5 separate regions of the Mus musculus genome follow, and all the other regions are linked to region 4. Evidence: chromatin contacts called from public HiChIP or PLAC-seq, capture Hi-C and promoter capture Hi-C data. All regions are on one chromosome and are shown on one strand. The core of a region is the stretch at or near the end of the contact, and the rest is flanking DNA. Distances in the headings are between cores, read along the strand shown. Region 1 holds the start of Nxph4 (neurexophilin 4). Region 2 holds the start of Arhgap9 (Rho GTPase activating protein 9). Region 3 holds the start of Stat6 (signal transducer and activator of transcription 6). Region 4 holds the start of Spryd4 (SPRY domain containing 4). Region 5 overlaps R3hdm2 (R3H domain containing 2).

Region 1 (2,700 bases), core at 108-2,607, 680 kb before region 4:
AGGCTTGGGAGAATCCAAGGGCTCTACTAACTGGCTCACTGGGGCAGTGTCTACCCTATTGTAGTTATGAGGACACCACACCAGGCCTGGGGTCCAAGCGTTTTGGAGGAGAATTACTGGTTTCTCTTAAAGACTGGGGATTGAGGTCCAAGAGTGAGGGCTTGTGGAGCCAACTGGTTGCCCTTAAACTGGGTAGGTCATAGTTGAGAAAGGAAGTTGGGGGCAGAGTCTAAACTACCCTTGTGGGTCACACTTCAGGGCACAAATAGATGGCAGTGCTTTGAAGCAGGCACAATCAACCATGCAAAGACAATGTCTCCACCATGGCATGCCAACATAGACATTCACCTTGGGTCCCAGTGCCTGGATTCCCTGGACACATGCATACAAGGGCTGGTTTTAACCCATACACTCCATGTCCGCACTGTGAGCCCATATGGGCTGAAGATCTCAAGGCAAGAGTCGGGCAGGATGAGCTCTGGGCCCTTTTAGCCTTTGGGTCTTCACCCAGAAACCCCAGGAAAAGAGACAGTGAGAAGGGTGGGGGCAGGAAGGAGATGTAAGGAGAGACTCCCCTCCCAGACAACAACCACCAGGCGTGAGAGGGGGGTGTGTCTGTGAGGTTATGCAGGGGAGATGGTGTCTCCGCGGGAAATGGGATGGAAGATTGTAGCCAAGTTCAGCCCTGCTGGTGTGGGTCCGTGTAAGCGCGTGTGCCTGGATAATGTATGCTCGGATCGCAGAGCTTACCTGGCATTGTGACAAGGAGAAGAGGAATGGGAAGGTGGAGGGTGAGAGGTGGAAGGACAGACAGACAGACAGAGGGAGGCAAGCGAGGTAGGTGCGGAAAGAAGGCTAGGCTAACACCCGCTGGCTTGTCTGTCTGTCTCGCACTCCTTCTCTGTCTGGCGCACTCGCGGGTCGCGCTTCGTCCCCTCCCCCCGTCGCGCCTGAATCCGACTGGAGCCGGGCCTCCACCCTGCACCTTCTTCTAACCCTCAGCCAACTTGCTGGGTGCATGCCAGTCCTAAAGCGGGCAGTCTGTCTGTCCACGTCCCCCACGACGCACAAAGTTGGGACGCTTAGTCCTGGGGGCGGGGCGGACGCGCGGAGCCCCCTGGCATGCAGTGTTCTTCGTGTCCCGGACCCCGCACCTTGGCTCTGCCACCCTTACCTTCCTAAGGAGCCAAGGACCAAAGAGCAAGAGGAGCCATTCCGGGAGCAGCCGCATCTTCCCGAGCGGTCGAGCGGGTCGGGCAGGGCGGGTCCCGAGTCCGGCAGGACTGGGCTCAGGGTGAGGGACGCCGGGCAGAGGGCGGCGGCGCGAGCAGCGGGAGCGGGCGGCTCGGCCCGCGGACTGAGCGCGGAGCGGAGCAAGGCGCTGGGGGCGGGGCGCGGGCGGGGGAGAAAGTTGGGTCTGAGTCGGGCGGGCGGGGTGGGGGGGCGGGGCTCCGCGGTGCTCCAATCCCGGCCGCGCCCCGCGCGCCCCCTCCCGCCCAGCTGGGGGCAAGGAAGGTGACTTTCACCGTGACACACCCTGGACACACCCCTGGCTCAGGTGTGAAGCTGGAGAGGGGCAAGGGGTTTGGGGAGCAGCACCCCAAAGACGCCAGGTCTTGGGGCAGATGAGGGCTACAATAGGGCGTGGGACTCTAGGCCCTGAACTGTGAGCGGGAAGGGGTCGTCGCGGAGCATGAGTTCCCATACACAGGCTAGGGAACGCAGCAGGACCCTGTCCTGTGATGCCCGAGGTGGATGGGTGGGGGGTGTTTCTATAATCCTGGCAGAGGTAGGTCTAGGGCAGTGATCCGGACAGGGACCGAGGTGAGGGCGGGCGGGGCCTCGGGCGACTAGCACTGAGCGCGGCGCTGACGGGGATGGATGGGCGCCCCGCGGCTCATTCGGCCTGGAGATGAGAATCATTGATCACGGACGGAAACCCCATCACGTCTGTCAATAGGGCTGACAAACGGCGCCCGCCGCCCTGTCCCCGCCCCGCGGCACCTCTGCGGCCCCCGGACCCCTTGGCTAAACCGGCTCTTTTAAGTTAGCCCCTGATCCGCACTGTTGACCCTGGCCTGATCCAGAGCACCCTTGTTTGGTGCTAGGCAGGAAGTCCTCAGTGCCTTCTGCCCCTCTTGGTACGAGCCCTGTGCTTTCTCTCCCACAATCCCATCTTCCACTCTCAGCTCTTCTCATCCCGTCCCCTTCCCTGTCTATCTCTGTCCTTGTCTCTCTCTGTCCCCAGCTCCAGCACGGTCTCTGTTCTCATCCTCAGGGCTGTTTCTTCGTGTTTCCTCCTCCCACTGGTCTTTCTCTCTCTCCCCTACCCAGGGAGTCTTCAGCTGTCAGCTGTTGCTATGCGCTGTGTCTGAGGCTGAGTAGGTAGTATGACCAACACCTAGACAGCAAGAGATAGGACCATGCAAAGAGATGAAGAGACAGACACACATCCCAAGGTGTGTCTCCAGTCTTACCCCACTGTAATAGTACCCTGCTACACTGTAGCAGTGAGGCCACTTCACATACAGACCAGCATACACAGAGGCACATAAGCACACAGAGACGGACACACATGATTTATACACACAGTAGCATACAGTGATATACAGAAACAGCTAGGTACCCAAAGTACCTCTTGCCTTGACAGAGGCAAATACCCACAGGGACACACACACACACACACACACACACACACAC
Region 2 (2,700 bases), core at 156-2,655, 890 kb before region 4:
ACAACCACATGGTGACCCACCGGTAATGAGATCTAACGCCCTCTTCTGGAGTGTCTGAAGACAGATACAGTGTACTTACATATAATAAATAAATAAATCTTTTTTAAAAAAAAGAATTATTTACTTATTTATTATGAGTACACTGTAGCTGTCTTCAGACACACCAGAAGAGGGTGTCGGATCCCATCACAGATGGTCGTGAGCCTCCATGTGGTTACTGGGGATTGAACTCAGGGTCTTTGGAAGAGCAGTCAGTGCCCTTAACCACCAAGCCATCTCTCCAGCCCTAGAACTCACTATGTAGATAATGCTGGCCTCAAACTCATAGAGATGCACCTGCCCCTGCCTCCTGAGTGCTGGGTTGAAGGCGTGAGCCACTACATCGACTTCTGTACCGTGTGTGCACGGTCTCCAATTCAGCTGCAGTTAGTAAATTTCCTGTGTTAAGGTCAGTTAAGGTCTGGCCCCCTAAGCTGCTAAGGAGCTCATCCCTTTGTCATTTCTAGTTCTTGACGGCTCCTTCCACACAGGAGACAGTCCTCAACCAGTTCTTGTTAAGCATAGAAATAAAAAAGGCTGGAGAGATGGCTTGGCAGTTAAGAGCTCTGGCTGCTCTTCCAGAGAACCCTGGTTCAATTCCCAGTACCCACATGAGGGTTCACAACCGCCTGTAACTGTTGATCCCAGGGATCCAACACCGTCTTCTGGCCTCCTTGGGCAGCAGACATTTGGATGGTGCTGAGACATACACACAGACCAAACACTCACACATACAACAAGAATTGCAAATGGACGGAGCCCCATAATAAACCCGGGGACCCCTCCAGAAGGTTGATGCATAGATCATGCGCCCTAATGTGTCCTAGACGGGGCTGAAGGAGATATGCACTCTTCTTTTTTCCTTTCCTGCTCGCTTGTTTTTTTAGTTTTTCTGGTTGTCTGTCTGCACAGGAAACACAAAGCTTCGAGTCTGAGGCAGTTTGGGTGGTCACAGGAACACTGAGGCCTGTGTGAGCTTAAAAACGGGTCATGGCATAACCTTCCCTTCATCATTGTCACCTGTACTTTTGTCTGTGTTCTGCTCTTAGCCTGGCTCCTCCTCCTCCTCCTCCTCTTCCTCCTTATGTGCAGCTCAGGGCTCCCTTCAACATCCAGGATCAGGTCTTTCTGACCCTGGAACATCAGGTAACCTCGACAAGGTATCTAAAGATCACCAAGCTAGGTTGTCTTCTCAGATTCCCTGCCTTGCTTGCTGGGTAGGCTGCTGACCACATCCTCTCTCACCTTATTTATACACTTCCTCAACAGACACATCACACAGAAGTTGGACCCCCCCCAAACCTGTGCTGATCTCTCTCCCCTCTTCCTCTCGCCCTAAGGGTCCTGCACACACACACACACACACACACACACACACACACACACACACACACACACAAAAACACACACGCTCACACACACTCTTCAAACCATGCCCTTCTGTACGGAGGCACCAGCTCCTATTTCCTTCTGGAACTTCAGCACCCCCTTTTCCTATAGGTGACAGTGCCAGCCACCATGTTCTCAGGCCGGTGGTGGCCAAGTATCTGGGGAAATCTAGGGCTGAGTCTACAAAGCCCTTCTCAGGGACCCCAGCTCTGCGCCCTCTATCCGTTCACTTACACTGGGGCAGATGGCCGGCAGGTGTCTCTGGCTGAAGGTGACAGGTTCCTACTGCTTCGAAAGACCAACTCAGACTGGTGGCTGGCGAGGCGTCTGGGCGCACCCCCCAGCTCTCGGCCCATCTTTGTTCCAGCTGCATACATGACAGAGGAATCAATCTGCTGCCACAACCCAGCAGACACTACCTACAACAGCTCCCTCTGGACTCCTGGTAAGTAAGCTTTGAGCCTCCCCCCTCTTCACCTTTCCGACTCTCTGACTCTTCCCGCTTGAGCGCTGAGAGCACTACTCTGTCTTACCTTCTGCGGACTCCTTTGATAAGCCTAGTTCTCACCCAAGCCACTGTGGCGTCCCCTTTACACTCTTAGCTCTAGGGCCCGTGTCACTTCCCGGCAGCCTTGCCCTGCATTCCTAGACAATTCCCAAGGTCATATCTGTCCTCACCTGCCACTCCTTCACATCTCTCTTTCCAGGGACAAAGCTGTATCATGGCTCCCTGGAGGAGCTCTATCTGCCTCAGGAACCCCAGGTTGCTTCTGGGCAGCCTCTTCACCATCCCCACAAGATGTGCAAAAGTGTCAGCACGGGCAATGTGAAGGCCTGCTCCCTGAAATCCTTCAAGGAAGGGCCAGGAGAAAGGTCTCACTGGTGGATGACAGAAGTTGCTGTGGTGAGTTACAGAGCTTCCTGGAGCATAACTCAGAGCTTGGTCGGCCGCCTGCACTACAGCAGGGTGGGGCGGGATCTATGTGAAGTGGTGAACTGGACACAGCCTCCCTCCCTTAAGTACTGAAGGTAGGAGAGGGGGACACAGACAACACCCCTCCCTTAAAGATCAGAGAGGAGGGGAGAGGGGGACAGATGGACACAATGAGGAGAAGAGGCTGAGGTGCTCTGAGAAGATCTCGCAGGAGCAGGAAGAGTGGCCATAAGCAACGTAGGGGATGAGAAAGGACAGTCGAGTTACAGAGGCCCTGGAGGAACAGGGTATCCAGTACAGCCAAAGGAATGTCAGCAGACTGCTTTTCTCCAGTTCTA
Region 3 (2,700 bases), core at 139-2,638, 570 kb before region 4:
CACAGTCCAACCAAGTAGCTGAGCAACAACAACAACAACAAAAGTACCTCCTGCTTGCTGTTTACTAGGTGACCAGAGTTCCTCTGAGCCTTTATGTATCAGTATATTCTATTCTCACAACCCCACAGCTTAAGCCACTCTGCGTGCTCCGTCCTACAGATAATGAACCAGCCAATTCTGCAGTTAGCATCTTTGGCAGGACTTGAACACAAATAGGTCTTGCTCAGAGTCCATGATTATATTATATGTACATGTACAGTTTGCTCTGGCACCTGGGTGGATCTAAGTTTGCACTGTGTACAGTGCCCACGGATGTGCAGTGGAGGAATCAGCTCAGGCACCAGGGGGCGCCAGAAGCCTGGCTTTTGCTCTTTCAGCCCAGCCCTGAAAGGCAATGGAAAGCCAAAATTCCAACTTGACACAGCCACCCTCAGACTATCCCTCCATACACTCGACTTTCAGGTTTGGCCTTTTGTTATCCTCCCCAACAAAAACTACAGGACAGTCCTCTGGTTATGATGGTGATTCAGAGGCTGAACAAGGGGCGTGTGTGTGTGTGTGTGTGTGTGTGTGTGACTCTAAGAGGCTCTGAGGGCTGTCATGTGTGAGAGCCTGCTGCTACATGTGTAAAGCTCAGACACGCGCGTGTGCGTGTGTGTATGTGTGTGTGTATGCGTGTGTGTGTGTGTGTGTGTGTTTTCTTGTGGCCAGGGAAATTGCACATATTTGTTTTGGGGTGTGTCTCAGTGTTTACCTCAGAAACAGATAGGAACTTTGCCAAGGTTGCACAGCATATTCACATTCAAACTTGGCACCCTGGCAGCCCTCAGTGGCTATCACTAGGGTTTGGGACGTGGTATCCCCGAATGAATTCCTTTTCCTCCAAGGGACTCCCGGAGACTTCCAGAATTCTGAGCTAAGGGTTCCCCTCCCCCACTTCCTCCCTACAGTATCACGGGACTTCTAAGGCGTTCCTGCCTTGGAAGGAGGTGAGCCTAATTGTGCAGGGGCCTCGGGCTCCCAGCTGTTTTTCAGGGTCCTCCACTGGAGGACGCACACAACCCAGATGTCCCATAGCACAGTTCCCCGAGGTCCCAATCTCTGGCCCGGAGAAAGTTTGTGTGGTAGCTAGGCAGTTCGGGGTGGCATGCCTCTGCCAGATATTAGGTGACTTTTCCGAGGAGTGGGGAATGGATCAGTGCTAAGGGGATTAGAGTAAAGGTCAGCCTCCCTCCAGTGTGGTTCAATGGAGCTCCAGCTTTGCCCTCCCCACTACGTGCTTCCCCACCGGGTACATACAGGTTCACCCCACTTTCTTCCTCTTCCTCCTCCAGCCCACTTTCTCTTCTCTGTGTCGTCAGAGCGCCAGGGAGGGACCTGGGCAGACAGAGAAGCCGGAAACAGCAGGCCGGGGCAGCCAGGGTTTACAGTGAAGAAGGCCCGGAGACGAGTGCGTGCGTGCCTGTGTGTGTGTTTGTGTGTGTGTGCGCGCGCTCGAGCGTGTGCGCGCGTGCCTGTGTGCATATGTGTGTGTGTGTCTGTACACATTGAGTTTTTAGGGCCAGCCCAGGACCCGCTGGACAGACCTACAGACCCATGGGGCTTGGTAGTGCCCTCTGAGAGAGGGAGAAGATAGCAGCGGGGCTGCTGAGGTGAGGGGACGTCTGCGAGTAGGGAAGGTTATGGGGGGGCTTTGACGAACCACGAGGGATGGATTTTCGGGGCCTCTCGGATCCTCCCCCCTGGGCGGGGCAGTTGGTCCCCTGAAAATAGTTTCATCTGGGGTTAGCTGACGGCACTGGGTTTTGGCAGTTTCCAACTTTCGAAGGACTCGGGTGGGTACAGGCCTCCACATTCCGGTCCCCAACGTGTCGCGTCACTTTCCCCAATCCTCAGCCCTGCGCCTCCTGGGTCTTGGGACAGTCGCTGGGCAGAGGAGAAGAAAGGTTCTCTGGGTTGGGGGACATGGCTGCCTTTCCCTAGAAGTTGATGCTCCAGGGTCCCCGAGCCTGTCCAACCCCTAGCTGCTGCCCGCTAAAGGTTCCTACTCAGGGTGTGGCTGGAGGGTGAGAGAGACCCAGATGTAGATCTCATGGTGCCCCAGAGGAGGGGGACTTTCCCCCTCACTTTTTTGGCCGCAGTAAACCCTGAGATTTCCCCGTGGAGGGCAGCCGGCTGGGGGTTAACCCTCCTCATGCTGACCTGGCTCCACCTCCTCCCACCCTTTCCCACCCCCACCAGCGCCGCCACCGTCATATATACACGCACATTGGACAACTCAGGGAAGCCCTTGACTTTTGATATTGGGGTCACACGGCCAGCGGACTCGGAATGCGGGAGTGGAGGGGATAGATTTAGGCCACCAAGCTTACGAAGAAGCTTCTAGGTTGTCGGGCTTCCCCTACGGCGGGGAGGGGGAGCCTGGAAGGGAAAGCTCGCCCCGCCTCTTGAAGTGTAGCTCCGCCTTCCCACCCTAGGGGACTGATCTCAAGAAAGGACGGTCCTTGTCCTAGCCCGACCTATAGACCCTGCAACGTTACCGGCAGCTCAGGAGAAAAATATGGCTTAATGGCGTCTGGGGTGGGGGAAGGATGAGACTTGAGTCACTCTACAGGGAGATTTAGAGGAAATTGGAGCTGTTCCTGGCTTGGCGGTCCCAGTCCCCAGTAGGGTAAGGATAGGGCCAAAGGTCTGGAATCC
Region 4 (2,700 bases), core at 169-2,668:
CTGCATCTGGGTTGGACTGACATCTCTAGTGCTGAGGTACAACTGAGGAAGCCAGAACCCAAGAATCTGAGGTGCATCAGAGAAAAGGCCAAGCCTGTGGCTGCCACTCCTCCAGCCAGAGGTAGAGAGCATTTACTCTAGAGAATCTGGTGAGCCCCCAAAACAAGTTACATGTGGATAAGGGACGGGCCGAGAGGCAGGACCGCAGGACTGAACAGTCTAAGGTGTGTGGGCACAAGTAGAAGGACCCAAAGAACTGGCCTGAGGAGGCGAATCCCCTGATGACCTAGGAAACTGGCGACTTTGGCTGTATACCTAGCTCTTACAGAGTAGGGCCCAGGGGAAGATGGCTACAATATTGCACAAAGGATCCCAACAGAATTGTGAGAGCTACCAGTTGCTTGAAACAAAGTAAAATCGCTTTAGACACTAAGGACAGAAAGCTGACCATGAGCACGATTCAGGGTCTTGGCCACATTAGAGGCCCTTGGGCACTTCGAGTCCTGAGTGGGTTAGCAGCTCTCCATCCCAAAGAGCAAAAGCAGGTGCCACTGGGCCCCGGAAATCTGTCTGTAGTGTGTGGATCACAGAGATCCGACTCACATCCACCAGGCTCAGCTTCTTTGCCTCATAGTCCAGCAGCAGCCCCACCTTCTCTGGTTGCCCAATACCCTTAATTGGAGCTTTTTCGTTGGCCAACATGCTGTGCCACTTGCGCTGGGCATAGGAGAACACCCAGGAACGATCATCAGCACCAACGCAGCTGTCCCGGGACATGTCCACGTCTGCCACTCCTATCCGGAACTGCTGGGAGCGCTTCACTGTTACCTCCCAGTAGTGTCTGCCACTGGTGACTGTGGTGTCTCCGAGCACCACTGCCCACTCCCGGAAGCGCTCCAAATTCAGGGCCACCTTGGTGGGTTCCAGTCCCACCAAGCCATATTTGACACCCGTGTCGCCTCTGAAGAGTGCCAGGCTGCTGTGGGCCGTTTTTTCTTCCAGTTTGAAACTGATGCCTGAGGGCAGAGCAAAAAAGAACTCGTAAACCTAGGGCTGTGTTTGATCTGAAAGCTGTCCAGGCGATGACGGGAAATCGAGAAAAGTCAATGTCAAATGTTAACATGGAAAGAGCAGAGGTGCCGCTTTAGTAAGACAGCCCTGGGAGCTGCAAATCACTGACTGGGGAAGCCAGAAGCCGGTGCCCCAGGTTTGGAATCTTGCTAGATCAAGGCAGAGGGGAGAGAGGAGAAATGAGGAGTGGAGTTCTCTGATCGCGCTCTGGGAATGACACGTTAACTACTTTGGAGTGACAGTAAAAAAGAAATATGCCTACCTCTCCGGGATTCCACAGCAGGGACCCCCCATCGCTTGGTGCCCCAGCGGTACAACTTCCAACAGCGTGCAAAGGGCAGCGCCATCTTGTGCCACAGATGCACGGGGCACGCCCCCAGGGGACACCGACCAATGACTGGTCCGCGCCCGGAGCACGTGGTGCGAGACGCGAGTGTCGTGAGAAATCGGTATCTCGGTGATTTCTAGTCTGGCGAGCTAGATCAATACGTGAAGAGACGTACTGATTATATCTCAACTAAGTAGGATACCCCTCTCACACACACACACACCCAGAGAGCCTGTGTAAACAGAGTCTCTGATTTGTTTGGTTTTGAAACAGGGTCTCCTGTAGCCTGGATTGGCCTGGAATTCATTATGTAGTCATGGCTGGCCTCAATTTCATAAAAATCTACCTGCCTCTGCCACCCAAGTGCTGAGACTAAATTAATGCATGCGATACCAAGTCTGGCAAGATAAAAGAAGTATTTTTTTAAAGTAGTTTAATCCGGGGGGGGCGGGGGGAGTGACACACAGCCCTCAGGAGGCAGAGGCAGGCAGTTTTCTATGAGTTCGAGGCCAGTCTGGTCTACATACCAAGTTCCAGGACAGGCAGAGCACCACACATTATTTAAAAAAAAAAAAAAAAAAAAAGCGTAAATCCGTTTCCCAGAGCCTCAGCATTCTCTTTGGACAGAATGTGTCTACATTCAAGCTTACTGTTCTGTCTTCTGAGACAGAGTTACTATGTAACCTTTGCAGGCCTCAAACTCTAGATCCTGCTGCCTCAATTTCCCAAGTGCCAGGTTGTGCTCAGTTTTTTTTTGTTGTTTTTTTTTTGTTGTTTTTGTTTTGTTTTTTTCGAGACAGGGTTTCTCTGTATATCAGTTTTTTATTATTATAGTTTGAGACAGGGTCTCAAGGATCGGCCTGCCTCAGCCCGCGGAGTGCTGGGATTAACAACATGACTTGTGCTCATTATTATTATTATTGTTATTATTATTATTATTATTATTATTATTATTATTATTATTATTATTATTATTATTTTCGAGACAGGGTTTCTCTGTGAAGTCCTGGCTGTCCTGGAACTCACTCTGTAGACCGGGCTGGCCTCGAACTCAGAAATCTGCCTGCCTCTGCCTCCCGAGTGCTGGGATAAAAGGTGTGCGCCACCAACGCCCGGCTACCTCATTATTTTTTAATGTATAAATGAGCTTGAAAGTGTGTGTGGGGTGGTGCAGTGACTCATTCTCTCCACTAGGGTTCAGTCAGGCCCAGCCTTTTCAGCCCCGTAACTGTAGAGATGCAGGTTAACTTTTTTTTTCCCCTTCTAATTACAAAACTACTTTTAATACTTTGAGGTATGTC
Region 5 (2,700 bases), core at 191-2,690, 780 kb before region 4:
GCTGAGTCATCTGGTCAGTCATCCTCCCTTTTGGGGGTGGTATGAGGATCATACCTAGAGCTTTCTGCATGTTATGTGAGCTACATCTCAGCCTTCACGTGCAAGCTTTGAGGAAACAGATTTTCAAGCCATGTAAAGAATGCGTTTCTAAAGTAAATTATAAGTATAGAGTGAGCATTTCAGACATGCGTCTTAAGCATCATTGCCAGGTTCTGAGGCACACACCTTTAATCCCAGCATTCCAGAAGTAATCTCAAAGGCCAGTCTATGAACATGCACTCTGAAAGATTATCTTTTCTCCTTTTTGACCATCATTTATCTTTTGGTTGGTTTGGGTTTGTTATTTCTGGTTTTGTAGAGAAACTCACTACATAAGCCTCAGATTTACTGTGTAGCCACCCCAACCTTAAATTCTAAGTCCTCCGACTCCAGCCACCTAAGGGCTAAGGCCAGGTGTCTGTTAGTAGGGAATGCCTAATTAACTTATCAGAGTGGACCAGGCCTCCATGTTCTCCCAGCATTCCGCTGTCCTACTGTTAAAGAGCATGGTTGGCACACCCTGTCCTCTACTCTGAACTCTCCAGTCCAGGGGCTGGGCTGCCCTTCCTTTGACCTTTGGCCTCCTGGCTGCTGTACCTGATCCCTCCCTCTCTCTTCCCTTCCTCTCCTCCTCTCCCCATATGGTTCAGGGTAGTGACCACTCTGAACTCTCTTAGATGTTTGTCCCTCTGGTTAGGTCTCCCTTATATTGATAATAAACTTTCTCCTCCACCATACTTAGGAGCAGCAGCCCTCCCATCCCCTCCTCTCCCTCTCCCTCTCCCTCTCCCCCCTCTCCCCCCTCTCCCCCCTCTCCCTCTCCTCTCCCTCTCCCTCTCCCTCTCCCTCTCCCTCTCCCTCTCCCTCTCCCTCTCCCTCTCCCTCTCCCTCTCCCTCTCCCTCTCCCTCTCCCTCTCCCTCTCCCTCTCCCTCTCCCTCTCCCTCTCCCTCTCCCTCTCCCTCTCCCTCTCCCTCTCCTCTATCTCTTTTTCATCCAGTGTGCACAACCATGCCTGTTTGGGCTTTTGTTGTAGTTTGATTGCTTTATTTTCAGACTCTGACTCGTGGCCTCCTCCTGCCTTAGCCTCCAGAGTGCTGGAGTTCTAGGCATGGGCTCCCTACCATTGTTCTGATTTACATGTTCTGCCTTAGCTCTCCATGTTGTGGGGGTCTTTGACTGTGATAGAGCTATCTCCTTGCTCAGGTGGGCTTAATTCTAGAGAAAATATGGCCATAGAAATGCAGCAGCCACTGAATCACTCTGAGTGGCCCCAGGATCTTGTCTTAAAAACAGTGAAGAATAATGAGCCAGGACAGCAGAGGAGCCAGAGCTTTACTGAGGTGGAGAGGAAGTCTGGCCTCCTGCCTGGGCCCTTTTTATGCCCAATACTTGGTCCTGATTGGCTTATGTAAACAAAGGGTTGTGCTGAGAGCCTTCAGCTTTGCTGAATTGGATGGCTGTGGAGGACTGAGATAGCTCAGGAAGAGCCTGCCATCCACAGAAGAAGTTACTAGGAGGGGGAAGAACCAGGAAGTGAGGAGTTGCTGATCAGCTTAAAGGCCCGTGGTCTTGTTATGTTAATATGTCACAGCCATTTAAAATCTACAGCTCCTGCCTAGCGTGTTGGCACACATTTAAATTCCAGCCCTGAGGCTGAAGCAGAAGGACCTGTATGAGTTCATGCAGGCCTACATAAGTGAGACCCTGTCTCAGACCACAGCACCATTCACAGCTTCTTAGGGAAATCCATGGAGTATGAACTTTATTCTACAGACTCTGCTCTCAAGGCCCAATCTAATATTTATATGCAGAAGGACTTCTGAGCTAAACTTAGAACTTTGGAGCTAAATTTGGCAAGATGTGCAGTTTGGGGCCAGCTGCTGCACCCACTGCAGTGCTGTCTGGGGAACTGGTGCTGCTGGTTGGCAGGTATTTCTCCTGAGGTCAGCCTAGAGCTTCTGCCTACACAGTACTCATCAAGAAGACAGACAACCTGCCAGTTTGTAACGCTTCTTCTTATCCTTATCTGTCTGAAAGAACCTACCTTACTCCTGTCTCTGTCATTTGGACATTTGCCTCTGGTGTCCACCTCTGGAAAGCCATTCCTTCCTTACTCTTCCGGTTGGGTGCTGTGCTCATGGTACTCCTCTTCCTCTGGATATCTGTGAGTGTACTCACTCATAGATATGGCATCCTGTGTATGGTGAGTCCTTAAAATACTGCCACATTTCTTAATACTGCCACATTTCTTAAAATAAACTGATTTGCAGGCTGGGTGGTAGTGCCTAGCATTGACGTGAAGGCTTTGTGTTCACTAAGTATGTACTGTGCCATTGAGGTGCCTTGACCTTCCCTCCCCAAATCCAGAATTTTAAATGGGCCAAATATCGAGCAAAAAATACTAAGCAATCCAACATCCTGTTACCCTTTATCTTCTTTTAGTTTTATGCTGTAACATATTTTAGAAGGAGAGCCTAGCCTTTAATGGCTGAGCCATCTCACCAGCCCACTATTATAACTTAGAGTCTTATTCTTTTGTATCTTTTGAAGTTTTTCTTTTTTTGTATTGCTTACTAACCTATCATAGTGCATTGACAAGAGCCAGCAATGTGTGTAACACTCATAACAAACTCTCTCTGCTTGGAGATTTTAATCTTCCC

The links. Promoter capture Hi-C pulls out the DNA fragments that hold promoters and counts their contacts. HiChIP or PLAC-seq counts read pairs in DNA pulled down with a chosen protein or histone mark. Capture Hi-C pulls out chosen DNA fragments and counts their contacts.
Region 1: a FOXA1 HiChIP or PLAC-seq map of pancreatic cancer cells shows a contact between it and region 4. The contact joins the promoter of Nxph4 here to the promoter of Spryd4 in region 4. A contact is called at or near these places in 9 of 39 promoter capture datasets (3T3-L1-derived adipocytes, cranial neural crest, embryonic stem cells and 3 more) and 3 of 115 datasets of contacts at active chromatin or transcription factors (embryonic forebrain, large pre-B cells and pancreatic cancer cells).
Region 2: a contact with region 4 is called in a capture Hi-C map of macrophages, with 4 times the contacts expected there. The contact joins the promoter of Arhgap9 here to the promoter of Spryd4 in region 4. A contact is called at or near these places in 1 of 39 promoter capture datasets (hippocampal neurons), 5 of 115 datasets of contacts at active chromatin or transcription factors (astrocytes, bone marrow-derived macrophages, embryonic stem cells and 2 more) and 1 of 9 other capture datasets (macrophages).
Region 3: an H3K4me3 HiChIP or PLAC-seq map of bone marrow-derived macrophages shows a contact between it and region 4, with 5 times the contacts expected there. The contact joins the promoter of Stat6 here to the promoter of Spryd4 in region 4. A contact is called at or near these places in 10 of 39 promoter capture datasets (the C10 cell line, cranial neural crest, embryonic stem cells and 5 more), 1 of 484 Hi-C or Micro-C datasets (embryonic stem cells), 9 of 115 datasets of contacts at active chromatin or transcription factors (the 230-238 cell line, T-cell acute lymphoblastic leukemia, bone marrow-derived dendritic cells and 6 more) and 1 of 9 other capture datasets (embryonic stem cells).
Region 5: a promoter capture Hi-C map of liver shows a contact between it and region 4, with 2.5 times the contacts expected there. The contact joins the enhancer-like site here to the promoter of Spryd4 in region 4. A contact is called at or near these places in 6 of 39 promoter capture datasets (3T3-L1-derived adipocytes, cranial neural crest, hippocampal neurons and 2 more).

What each region holds. Positions count from the first base shown.
Region 1 is chr10:127,533,202-127,535,901 of GRCm38.p6, forward strand. Nxph4 (neurexophilin 4) reads right to left here and starts at 1,358. Exons shown (of 2, transcript NM_183297.2): 1 at 1,175-1,358. The coding sequence starts at 1,231.
Region 2 is chr10:127,320,559-127,323,258 of GRCm38.p6, forward strand. Arhgap9 (Rho GTPase activating protein 9) reads left to right here and starts at 1,406. Exons shown (of 16, transcript NM_001285785.2): 1 at 1,406-1,873; 2 at 2,136-2,332. The coding sequence starts at 1,558.
Region 3 is chr10:127,641,598-127,644,297 of GRCm38.p6, forward strand. Stat6 (signal transducer and activator of transcription 6) reads left to right here and starts at 1,389. Exons shown (of 22, transcript NM_009284.2): 1 at 1,389-1,652.
Region 4 is chr10:128,210,376-128,213,075 of GRCm38.p6, forward strand. It overlaps Spryd4 (SPRY domain containing 4), which reads right to left and starts at 1,419. Exons shown (of 2, transcript NM_025716.2): 1 at 1,334-1,419; 2 at 1-1,016. The coding sequence starts at 1,418. The coding sequence ends at 478.
Region 5 is chr10:127,425,396-127,428,095 of GRCm38.p6, forward strand. All of the region lies in intron 2 of R3hdm2 (R3H domain containing 2), which reads left to right. Among named protein-coding and RNA genes, the nearest start is that of Gm23819, 22 kb to the left of the region's middle. Within about 2 kb of position 1,441, at least 84 of the 459 cell types and tissues checked have an H3K27ac peak or open chromatin away from gene starts, as enhancers often do. A contact at or near this core is called in liver, where this site is marked.